Regions from separate parts of the Mus musculus genome. Here all the other regions are linked to region 2. The links are chromatin contacts, called in public HiCAR-type and HiChIP or PLAC-seq maps. All regions are on one chromosome and are shown on one strand. Each heading gives the region's core, a stretch centred on a gene start, on an enhancer-like site or on the middle of the called end of the contact. The rest is flanking DNA. Distances are from core to core; before and after follow the strand shown.

Region 1 (3,785 bases), core at 608-3,107, 3.0 Mb after region 2:
CATGTAGCTGGTGGGTAAAATCTCTGCTAGTCAAATGGACATTTTATTTTGCAACATAATTTCCGATGCTTATTGAACTAATCTGGTCTTTCCCTTCGTAAGTCATTGATTTGCATGCCTGGAACTGAGAGGAAGCCCCCCCACCCCCCTTCAAAACACAGGTAAGTAATGGTCACTGTTCCCAACCTACTCACTGCCTCTCCCAGTCCATTTGAAGCTACCTGCTTACGGAATCCACAGATGTTATGATCATCATGTCCTTTGAGAAGGCCCCATGATTCCAGAGCCCCTGTGACATCAGGGACTTCTCAGATTCCTTCCCTGAGTAGAAAGATGGGAACAACCCTGCCTGAGATGCATCCTCTAAGCACAGAAATCAGGGGAGACAAACAGCATCAGGTTTCAAATAAAAGGTAACCAGAGGGAGGCTATGGAAACCCATCACTGGGCCAGAAAGAATGTAACCAGCAAAAGGAGGCAGAAGACATACTGGAAGCGGAAGCACGTTTCCCTTAATCCTGTCCTGGACCACGTCCAGAGTCCTGATCTCCCAGTCGTGGAGACAGACTGCACAGCTCGGAGGACCCCTGGCCTGCACCACGCACCTGCAAAGCGCATGCATGTACACCCCCTGCTGCGTGTTGCACGCTGCAGACTTCTACCTTACTAACCAGCCCAAAACACAAATTCCCCCTCCCCATAGGAGACTAGGGATCCCCTTGGCCTAGAACACACACCACTCCCCCTCTGTGTAACGCACAAACCCAGCCCCACATTGCTTAAAAGGAACCCGGATACACAATCCGGTAAGCGAAAGCACTGGTGGCTCCCCTTAAGTGACTACCTTCCTCCCTGCTTCATCTCTGTCCAGGATCCTAGGAGCCTCCAAACCAGATAGGAGATGGAAGAGGAACCTCAGAGAAGTACCTCTAAACCTCTACCATGGGACTTGACTCACGGAAGCCTCCAACCCTATGCACAGGTTTGCAACTCCCCTTCCTCCCTATCCTAGGCATGAATCTACCCCACTCCCTGCTCACATTCCCCCATATCCCTCATCACCTTTCCAGCCCTCCCTTCCAGGCCACTTTCTAAACCCGCTGGTTCTCACAACGTGTTGCCTCACACACTCCCTCCGGAGGCTTGAATTAAATCTGCCTCTTTCCATCATATCTACCTAAGCTTGTTCTGATTCCCCGAATTAACCAAGTTCACCCGCCCATCAGGCGCCCACTGACCCTTCCACTGGCGTCCTTTACTCTCCTACAAATCCGCTTTTCACACGCCCCACTTTCCATCTATCTCCCCTTCTGTCATCCTGGTTCAGGACACACCGCCCTTCTATTTTGCTCTCTGACCCTCTGTCAGTCCTAGGGACACCACTTTCCCTTTTTGGCTGTTCCCAGGCAGGTCCCTGCTCTCCAAACCTTCCCTTCCCCATCGGGCACTAGCCGGCTCCTGGCCTGCCGGGTCCGCTCCCTCATCCGCGGTCCTTCTTCCTTCCAGAGTGACCCACACCTGAACCCTGAGCCAGTCCTACCCTCCGGGGTCTGCTCATTATAGCTTTTGCTAGAGCATCCTTGTAAGCAGGAGCTCTCTACCTGCCCAGCGGTTGGGAGAAGCGCGGGACTCCGGAGGCAGAAGGCTGCCCGCTCTCCGGGTGTCCAGGCGCTCTTCCCGCTCGCCATCCCCAGCTCCCCCAGCGCCTAGCCCTCGCCCCGGCGGCGCCCAGCAGCCGCACAAACTTACTTGCGGGTCGGCGGGAGGGGGCTGCGGCGAGCGGTGCGAGCCCCGTAGCGGCGAGTGCGCCCCTCTCGGTGGGGCCGGGCGGCGCTGGCACTGCGCTCCCGCGGCCGCGCGCGGACTGCGCTCAGCCTGACGCAGCCCAGCTCTGCCCCCACCGCCGTCGCCGCCGCCGGGGCCGCGGAGCGCTTGCAGACTTGCTCAGTTTCCGGACCTGCCCGCGTGGAAGCTACCAAGAGCCATCCGCGGCGGGGGAGGCGGCGCCGAGCTGCAGAGCGACGGCCACGAGCTGGAGGCGACCACGCCGGCGGCTCCGGGAAAAGGGGGGGCGAAGCCCTGCTAAAAATAGCTCCTGCGGAAGGAAGCTACCGGCTGCCAGCGCACCCCCTTTCCGCGCGTCCCCGCAGCGAACTCTCGGGCTCCGGGAGCTGGCGTCCTCCTGGACCCCTGCCCTGGGAAACCGTGCCCCAAGAACAGACACCTGCCAGGGTAGCCAGAGCAGAGTCCCAACTCCAGGCTGCGGGGTATGGCACCCCTTCCCGTCCCCGGTCCCCAGAGCTGCCCAGCAGCCCTAGCCTCAGGGCCTTAGACAGAGACATCGAGAAGATACTGGTCTGAAATTATGGGAAAGCTCCTCTGCTACTGACTTACCAAGAGGAAGAAAAAAGTTTTCAGGGTTATTCTGGTGGAATTGGAACGAGAAATCAAGGAAGGCGGGCAAAATACAAAGATCTGGCCAAAGGGTGAAGGTATGGGGCTGTGGGTTGAAAGGGGCTCTGGAAAGATCTCCTTAAATACAAGAGTAGGCTGGGCTTCTCCCCGACTTCTATTTCCGCAGGATTTTACATAATTAGTTGACACTCAGCCTGACCTTGGAGGCACTGTTCCTGTTGCCTGAACTGTAATTTACTTTCCCTGCCTGCTGCCTTCTACTTCCACCGCTCCCACCTTTCCAACTCTGCCTGGGAAATTATGAGAGAGGAGTAGGGGTAGGGGCCAAAGTACAACTAGGTAGACTGGACCTCGGCCCTTTCTTGAAGGAAGTCGGTCCCTTTGCCAAGATGAGACTGCATCAATCCGACCAGCAAATCAGCCCAAAGGCCTCTCAAAACCTGGTAGTGAGTGGGTTCTCACTATTAATCTCCAGGATACCCCACCTCAATTGCTGACAACTAGTGTTATCTCTTCTCTCCTTTGAAAGTGAAACGTCCATCAGTCTGTAAAACGAAAGCCAAGAGGAAAGGGGAGGAGGAAATATTTATACTGAAAAGGAAAAGAAATGAATTTGAGAAAAGCATAGTGATGTACATGCATTTCGTAATGAAACCCATTATTTTTTACCCTGAAAAAATCAATAAAGATTTCAATTATAAGAATGAGATGTTCACATATTTCCTGGGTCAAGTTATAGTTTTAGCTTTTTCTCTGGAAGTCACCAAATTAGATTCATCAGTTAAGAATTCATTGCTTTTATTTGACAGAAGAGGACGTTGAAGCCTGGAGACAACTGTTGCCTGAAATAATACCTAATTGAACCCAAAATCTGCCGGATGAGAAATTACCCAAGTTTAAATATAACCTATTATTTCCTGAAATCCATAGCTGTAGTTAGAGTAAGAAATCAGGAAACTAGGCGCAGTTTTCAGTGCAGCTAATGAATTTGGTAATCTTGTTTTCTCTACTTGTAAGAAGGAAATCCAGAGCCTAGATTTTGCGTTCTCTTGAAAGTGACTATTTTATCCCAGTTCATTTATGTCTTTTGAGGTTATGCATGGACTAGAACTGAGCTTCACCAAGAGCTCACAGTACATGCTCAATAAAAATGCATTCACTTGCCATTATTGAGACTTAGGAAAGCTTGGCTTGCCAACAGAAGGCACACGGTTGTACTTTTTAACAGCGCTATAACAGTGTATGTCTCTGCTCAAGACATACTCCTAAATCAGATCCTTCAATTTGCAATCACAGTCTAGTTTTATGTTTAACTTTCTTTCCTCTGAAGCTATCTCTTAAGCTTATCTATCCTTTCCTGTCCTAAGTAA
Region 2 (3,956 bases), core at 433-2,932:
TTCAAACTATTACAGATGTTAAGAATAGAAACTCTGATAAGCTTTACTTTTCTGTAATTCTTTCCAGGTATGTTTTGGCCCTTGACACTTGAAATTCCTCCAATATAATTATTAAAGATGGTAAAACCTACTTTATTGATACAATTTATTACTCACCGTTCTCTTTCTCCAGTTTCTATTAACTTTTGGTTAATCGCTGCTCTCATCTGCGCATCTTTGTTCATCTTGCTAACCTGGACATCAACATGCATTTTGAGATACATAATATTTAGAAAAGTGTTTCCTTCTAAGACCTCTCTAGACAATCATCCTAATACATTGAACATTATAATAAGGAAAGGATGATAATTTTAAGTACCTTACATGGTATTATTATTCTTAGTACTATTTCCTGTATCCCAATTCCCTTCCCTCATAAGCTCTTTATTGTTTATTTTCTTTGTCTTTTTAAAAAGGGAATAACTACTATTATAATACCATTAAGCACTTATGTACCTAAAACTGAGAATATTTAACCCCCAAATTTGCTCTAATGACACAATTCCATTTTACAGATGAGAACACTGAGGCACAGAGACAGAATGTGAAGTCAGGTACTTGGAGTCCCACCTTATTTAATTGTACACTAATATCTGACTGGCGTTCATTTCTGCATCTTAACTGCATTCAATTTCTGGGTAAGCCATAGCATGCACACTAATAAAAGATACGACTATGAAAAATGAAATAAGACTATGTGCTTGCTTTACCCAATAAACTTCACGGAGAATTACAACTGCTACCCTAGCTTTGGATTTCATATCCTTATTTCTGAAGGGTAAGTAAGAAAACGAATTTCAAACTAGTCTTTGAGAAATTCTTCATTTTCAATAAAAAACAGACAACCAATGCCAAAATAGGTGTAGGGGAAAAAAAAAAAAAGCAAGGTTAACTTTTGAGCGCATTTTTGCCATTTAAAAGTCAGGTTTAAGTTAATGTTTTCCTACTTAGTGTGAATCTTCTTTTGTAATTCTCCGTCTTGTCTGTATGGAAATTCAGACTACAAAGAATTTTCAGAGTTGGGCTGCGCAAGAAGCAGGTGAACAGAGGGTTAATAACTAGGCAACGCTTTACTTCTGTAGTTGGGGCTTAACATTTCCAAATTAACTGCAAAAGTTTAGACAGTGTCATAGCAAGAACAGCAAAACTTCGTCTCGTCTTGGCCCCTAAAATCACGGATAGTGACCTTGGGCAAGTCACTTAATGCCTAAAGGCCTCAGTTTTCTCACTGGTAAAACCAGGGCGCTAGGGACTCCCTCCCGGTTCTGACATTCTTTAGGAAAATGCAACACGGCGCAGACAGCTGGAGAGGCGGGAGGGGAGGAGCCAGAAAACAAAGCGGGGACTGGCTCCCGGCCAACTCCAGCAGCACGCCCTGTCGGAGAGCCCTACAGGCCCGCGAGCGAGCGAGCGAGCGAGCGCGGGTCGGGGAAGCTAACGAAAGACAGCACATCGAAAGGAGCCTGGGCTGGGCCCGGGTCCCGGCCCTGAGGACCACGGGCATAGCTCACCACCATCACCGCGGGCGAGGGCCGTCCCTTCCCAGCGACGAAATGACCCTTGCGCTGACGACCGTTACCTACCACACTCTTCGGCTGCCCGGACTTAGACCCTCAGTAGCTCGGGCACCTAAGCACACAGAAAGCTAGACCACGCATTTCCGGGGCGGGATCTGGCCACCCTGCCTATAATGTGAGAATTCAACTAGCGCGGGCCGCCTTCTGGTCGCTCGGCCCTCTGGGTAAGGAAGTCCAGAGTCTGTTAGCTGACGTGGGTTCAGGGATCAAAAAACTACATTTCCCAGCATTGCAACAGAACCAAATTTCTCATGGACACTACACTTCCCAGAAGAGACGTGGCGCCGCAGAGTCGTCTGGGATGGGAACCACGCCGTTTCCCAGCCTCAGTTCCAGGAGTGAAGCGCGGACCTTTCAACAAGAGCTTTATTGATTCTCTTGCTGGGATCGGGGGAACGCGATGGAGGCGGCCAATTGCTCTCTGCGGGTGAAAAGACCTCTGCTGGATCCCCGCTTCGAGGGCTACAAGCTGTCTCTCGAACCGCTGCCCTGCTACCAGCTGGAGCTTGATGCAGGTGGGATCGGCGGCACCCTCTCGCACCCGGTTCCTTCTTGTTGAGGCTGCCATTGGCGCAACCCTCTGTCACTCCGGCTAGCCAGCCACCTCCTGCCGGTCTGCACCTAGAGCGGCCGTCCACGCGGGGACCCGAGGATGCCCCCTTTCCTTCCGCGCCTTAGCCGCGGCACTGTGGGCTGGCCTAGGCGTCCGCAGCTCAGGCTCGGATGTTCTCCGCCCATACATCTCTGGCTCCTGCTCTGAAGGTTCAAGTTGTCCTTCCTTCCCAAACCTTACCTTTAGTAAACGTGTTCGCTGAGAAGCCACACCTCCTTGGAAAGTCCCCAACTCCCTTTTTCCTTCTGACGCAGAATCATTTCTTGGGAGAGAAAAATTTCCACATTCAGTTAGCAGTTTCAAATACTCGGGTCCTGGATCATGCTACAATTTATTGAGGGCAAGTGATTTAGTGCGCTTACTGTTGCTTGCTGCTACTACTTATTTATCTGTAACTTCCTAGAGGCTATTCTCCTTTTTACAACCATAGGAATTGTAGTTTTGTTAGGGAAAGTGTCCAGGGATTTGTGTTTTTAAATACATGTCTCTGCAGATTCTTATTTTGATACAAGTTTTCCATAGGTTGTACTTTGAGAAATAGTGATCTAGAGGTGTTAGTCGACGTTTGAGTATCAAGCGTTACTTATGTATGTATCTATGTATCTTTTCTCTAGATTGTATCTAGATTGTAGGGAGTCTATTCTTGACTGTCCTGGCACTTGCTTTGTAGCCCAGGCTGGCCCAGAACTCACAGATAACCAGCTGCCTCTGTGCTGGGATTAAAGACATAAACAAGTAGACCAACAAATGCTTGGGTTTTTTGTTTGTTTGTTTGTTTGTTTGTTTTTAAAGTTTCTTAAGTGTAAAAGTAATTGTTGTGGGCCTGTTTTGTGATTCATCGAGATGATTACGTGATTGGTATAATCATGAGTACCTAATAAATCATAATCCATTCACTAATAAACATCTAATTACAGTATGGGCAAGTAGTGAGAGGAACGTGAGCAAATGTAATGGTCTAACTGAGTATGTTTTCTCAACTTGTTTGGAGACCTGGGAAAACTTCCGGTAGGAGTTGATGAGGGACTTGAGTTGTGAAGGAAAACAGGTAGCTGTTGGCTGGTATAAGAGGAGAGGTGCTTCCTTCTTTTTGTTCTTTCTCTTGGACGTTTTTTGTTGCTTTTCTTTCTGTGTCAATAAATGATCCGGCCATGTTTAGTTAGCCAATTGATTGGAAACAAAATTCGAAGGAACAAAACCTAATGGCTCAAGCCAGCAGGTTCTCCTCACTGCTCATTCAGTTACGAGTTGGCAGAGGCAGTTCTAGTCAGCTTGATTTGTCTAGATCACTTGCCAGATGATCTTGACTTGAGTCTTCCATATGGCTGGTCACCTTTCAACAGGCTAGCACAGGCTGTTTGCGGAAGTTAAGTCACGGTGTACATGCTGTTCCAGTGGCTGTCGACACATTTCCACTTGTTCCATTGGGCAAAGCAAATTAAATAATCAAGTGAAGAATTGCTGTTGGAAGACCCTAGCAGAGGGTGGAGATCTAGAGCGCTAAAAGTTGGGACAGTGAAAGTCTAGGAAATTATATTACTCTCTGTTAATGTGAAATCAAGGTACTAAACAGGTATAATGCCCAAGTTTCCTTGTGCCCTTGTGTAACTCTCTCTGCTGGCACCCACAGTCAGGAAATGAGAATGCTTACTCTCAACCTGATTTCTCTTTATTCAGTAGTGCTGCCCCCATTAAGATCTAGGTAATCTCTCATAGGTTTGCCCAGA
Region 3 (3,928 bases), core at 1,077-3,576, 2.6 Mb after region 2:
AGCATAAGCAAATAGTGTTTGAGTTCTTAATACCCACGTTTGCAAACAGTATGAACCTGCATTCTTCTGCTTCAAGTACAATTTTACAAGGAGTTAGCCCCTCTCCCCCATTTCTGCATCTGTATCACAGAAGGCCAGAGCTTCTGGACAAACTGTATACCATACTGACTGTATACCATATGACTGAATGCTTTACAAATTTGATTTAAATTCAGATGAACCCTAATACTTCTATACAGTCAACCTTTTGTCCTGTGCACTACACATGTTATCTGAACTGTCATCATCCTGGTGAAGTACCAAACTTATCACCCAAATGTTACTTTATCTTCTACAGGACCCAGAGAATCATACATAGGCCATCAAATATGAATGCTCATTTTTCTTCAGTTTTTCTCCTTATCTTTCTATATGAGTTCCTTTCTATATTTTGACTCAGAAAGAGGTCCTTTCTCCTGTCCCTACCTTCCCCTAAACTCGACTTTTGATCTTGGTCTGGTTGGCAATTGTTTGTAATGTGACAGCCAGTGAGTCTTCTCTTACTCTAAGTCAGCAACATAAATTTCTGTTGCCCTTAAAAAACTTTCCTTGTCTACCATGTTTGTTTGTAGGCTACATTTTACCTCATTTTTAATGTATCATTGCTGGCATCTAATTTACACATCATAAAATCCACCTGTTCAAAGTGTACATATTGTAGAAATACCATTAAAACTGTCTTTAAATGTTTCTATCATGTGAAAACAGGCCTCCTGGTTGACTTCCTGCTCTACTTGCTGCTATGAGCAAGCACTAACATACCGTGTGTTGGGATGCACACATCTCAGAGGGCAACTGTGTAATGTTGATCTTTGAGGCCTAGCTTCTTTCACGTCATGTATCACCCCTGGACCCGTCTCATGCTGCAAATGTACCTGTATATCAATCACATAATGCTCCCATGGACAGAGGCCACATTGATCCATTTGTATGATGGTCTTTGGGGTTTTCCTGATTTTATGCTTATTATTAATAATGTTGTAACCATCTCTGTATCTAAGTTTCTCTGCCGACATACTTCACTTGAGTATATACAAAAGTTGGAGGCCTTTTATCTCCCAATTTCAAAAGATAATATAAAATTACAAATTGTATATTGGTATAAAGATAGACATACATCAATTCAAATGGATTAAGCCTTAAGAAGTAAACTTTGTATGACATATTGGTTTTCAACAAGGATGCCAAAGCCATCTAATATGTGGGGTAGGAAGAAGAGGTTACTGTCTGCAACAAACAGTTCCAGAATGACTGGCAGCCCCATGACTGTTCCCTCATACCAAACACACATGTGAACTCGACATGGCTCAAAGAAGCAGCTATAAGTGCTAAAGCCTTCTAACTCTAAAGGAAAATGAAAGATGTAAGAAATCTTAAGTTCTTGGACTCTTACCATTGATACCCAAAGCTCTGATAACCTAAGCAAAGCTCCTGCTTGGAGTCAGTGAAATGCAGTTAGCAGACAATAAATGCCAATTTCTTTGATTAGAATAGCGGAGTTTAAAGGCATTTTGGTGACAGCAAAACTGCTGGTTTTTGTCCATGACAGGCAGGTGGGCATACAGCATGGTAGTTCCTGCAAAGGGCATCCACAGAATCTGTACACATTTGATAAAAGTTATGTTCCCTTCAATCCAGTCAGCATGAACACAAAGCTTCTTATACTAGGTCCTATTTATGTCTGAAATGGTGGGTTTTGGTTTACTATAGCACAACATTGAAAACACTTTAAATGGTAATAAACAAAGAAATAAGATGGGTATGTATTCAGAAATTCAAAACCCCTAGCTGCCTGTAACACCAGCTTGGGAAACTGAAGCAGGAGGATTGCTGAAGTCAGACTGAGCTGCATAGTAAGACTGACTCAAAGGGGGAAAGAGTTCTTCATATGGTTAGTAAAAAGAGTCTTAAATACACACACACACACACACACACACACACACACACACACACACACACACACGTAATTTCTAATGTGGAAAACAAGGCTGAGAGCACCTCTTATGGAACAAATTATAAAAAATTTTTGTTAGAACATAAGAAACTTGTGGGCCTAGGGATTAAAGACTTTAATGTCAGCTACTTGGGAGATTGAGATGGGAAGTTAAAAAGTTAAAAATCTGTCTGTCTTACAAAATGAGTTCAAAGCTAGGTTGGACCGCTAGTTGTGACTGTGTCTGAACACACACACACACACACACACACACACACACACACACACAGTGTATCTACACGGATGAGGGTATGGCACAATGGTTTAGTACTTCCCCAACGTATGGGGCCCTCAATTCAATTCCCTGTTACAGGAGAAAAAGTATTGGGGCAGGGGTGGTAACTTGTTCCTTTCTGGCACAAGTAACTTAGGTTAAGTGGGAGAGACTGAATTTTTATTGTTGTATAGTGTGTATACATAGCCTATTAAAATGTTTTCATAAGATAAAAAATATTTCAATGAGGTTATTCTGTCTTATAGGAAGTTGTGAGATTGTGCAATGTTAAATTGCTGTTACTCAGTGCTGGTCAAAATGTATTTAAGATAAAATGCTGTATTGCTTAATCATTAGTTCTTTCTGCAGAGAGTGCAAACCATTCTTTCTCTGCAAGGGTGATGTTTATATCAATTAAGGTCACTGGAATACTGTGCACATGGCTCAGAATGCAGTACTGCCTTCAGGACACAGGCCCTAAGGCCTCGCTACTAGTGGAGCCATGAGAAGCAACTGACCTAACCTCTCTGTCCTTTGGGCTCCATGCCTCTGAAGATAGAAATGTTGAGAAGATCTAATAAGAAAGCAGGAGCCAGGGCTGGGGAGATGGCTCAGGGGCAACGTGTGTGATATAGAAGCATGAAGAACTCAGTTCAATCCTCAGCATCCATTTAAAGAGCAGGCCACAGTGACACTTTTCATCCCAGTGCTTTCATTGGCAGGGGAATTGCTGGGGCTTGCTAGCCATCAAGTCTAGCTTGACTCAGGAGTCACAGGTCCCAGTGAAAGATCTTGTCTTTAAAAAAAAAGTGTATAGTTCCTGAAGAACAATTCCTATCCTATCACAAATGTGTGAACACACACACACACACACACACACACCTTCCATGAGTGTAGATGACTACCTGAATAAGGATATTAGTACCTTAGTAATTTTATCACTTTGTTATGACAATTATCATCTTGCTCAATGTACTAAGTAATTGTATGGGAAGCAAATACAAGGTCTGGAGAGATGGCTCAGAAGCTAAGAAAGCTTTCTCCTCTCCCACTCCCAGAACCCACATCGGTCATCTCATAACTATGTGAAACTCCTGTTCCAGTGGACCTGACACCCTTTTCTAGCCTCCAAGGGTACCTACTCACACGTGGCATACAACATACATAGACATAAAGTGACAGAGAAGGCATCACTAATTACATCGGCATTTTGTGTGCTCAGTTTAAAAATAATTATGACGTATATGCAGAATACTTAATGAGGAAAAAGTTACTTTTGATGGTGTAACACAGATTTGCATCAGTCAGAGAGTAAATTTTACCCTCTTGCCCTAAGTCTCAAATGCAATAGCCATATCTTATGCTTAGAGGAGAACTACACTGTCTTTTGCTTAGTGATACCTGTCTCATTGATATCATCTTTTCACTAACACTTTTAAAGAAAGAGGAAATGCACATAATAATACAAAAAATTCAAGGAGTATTAAAAGCTATATAGTGGTAAGTTTTCACCTCTTTGTAAAATCAAGGGTCTGTGGCATCTTTGGTATCCCTCTAGGAATCCTGTGTGTGTATACATAAAACATCCACACATGAATGTGCACTGGTGAGAACATGTGTGTACATAGACATGTGTAGCTTTTGATCTTAAAGCACAAATGGGGGTTTATTGTAGCCATCAA

The links. HiCAR-type assays count read pairs that join an accessible place to other places. HiChIP or PLAC-seq counts read pairs in DNA pulled down with a chosen protein or histone mark.
Region 1: a HiCAR-type map of astrocytes shows a contact between it and region 2, with 2.8 times the contacts expected there. The contact joins the promoter of Oxr1 here to the promoter of Eny2 in region 2. A contact is called at or near these places in 1 of 39 promoter capture datasets (pre-B cells) and 1 of 115 datasets of contacts at active chromatin or transcription factors (astrocytes).
Region 3: an H3K27ac HiChIP or PLAC-seq map of acute myeloid leukemia shows a contact between it and region 2, with 13 times the contacts expected there. The contact joins the enhancer-like site here to the promoter of Eny2 in region 2. A contact is called at or near these places in 1 of 39 promoter capture datasets (pre-B cells), 4 of 115 datasets of contacts at active chromatin or transcription factors (acute myeloid leukemia, pro-B cells, stem cell-derived neural progenitor cells and 1 more) and 2 of 9 other capture datasets (adipose tissue and liver).

What each region holds. Positions count from the first base shown.
Region 1 is chr15:41,445,554-41,449,338 of GRCm38.p6, reverse strand. Oxr1 (oxidation resistance 1) reads right to left here and starts at 1,857. Exons shown (of 17, transcript NM_001130166.1): 1 at 1,750-1,857.
Region 2 is chr15:44,425,837-44,429,792 of GRCm38.p6, reverse strand. It overlaps Eny2 (ENY2 transcription and export complex 2 subunit), which reads right to left and starts at 1,682. Exons shown (of 5, transcript NM_175009.3): 1 at 1,551-1,682; 2 at 157-233. The coding sequence starts at 1,556. Nudcd1 (NudC domain containing 1) reads left to right here and starts at 1,486. Exons shown (of 10, transcript NM_001113554.1): 1 at 1,486-2,131. The coding sequence starts at 2,017.
Region 3 is chr15:41,783,004-41,786,931 of GRCm38.p6, reverse strand. All of the region lies in intron 3 of Oxr1 (oxidation resistance 1), which reads right to left. Among named protein-coding and RNA genes, the nearest start is that of Abra, 85 kb to the left of the region's middle. Within about 2 kb of position 2,326, at least 19 of the 459 cell types and tissues checked have an H3K27ac peak or open chromatin away from gene starts, as enhancers often do. A contact at or near this core is called in acute myeloid leukemia, where this site is marked.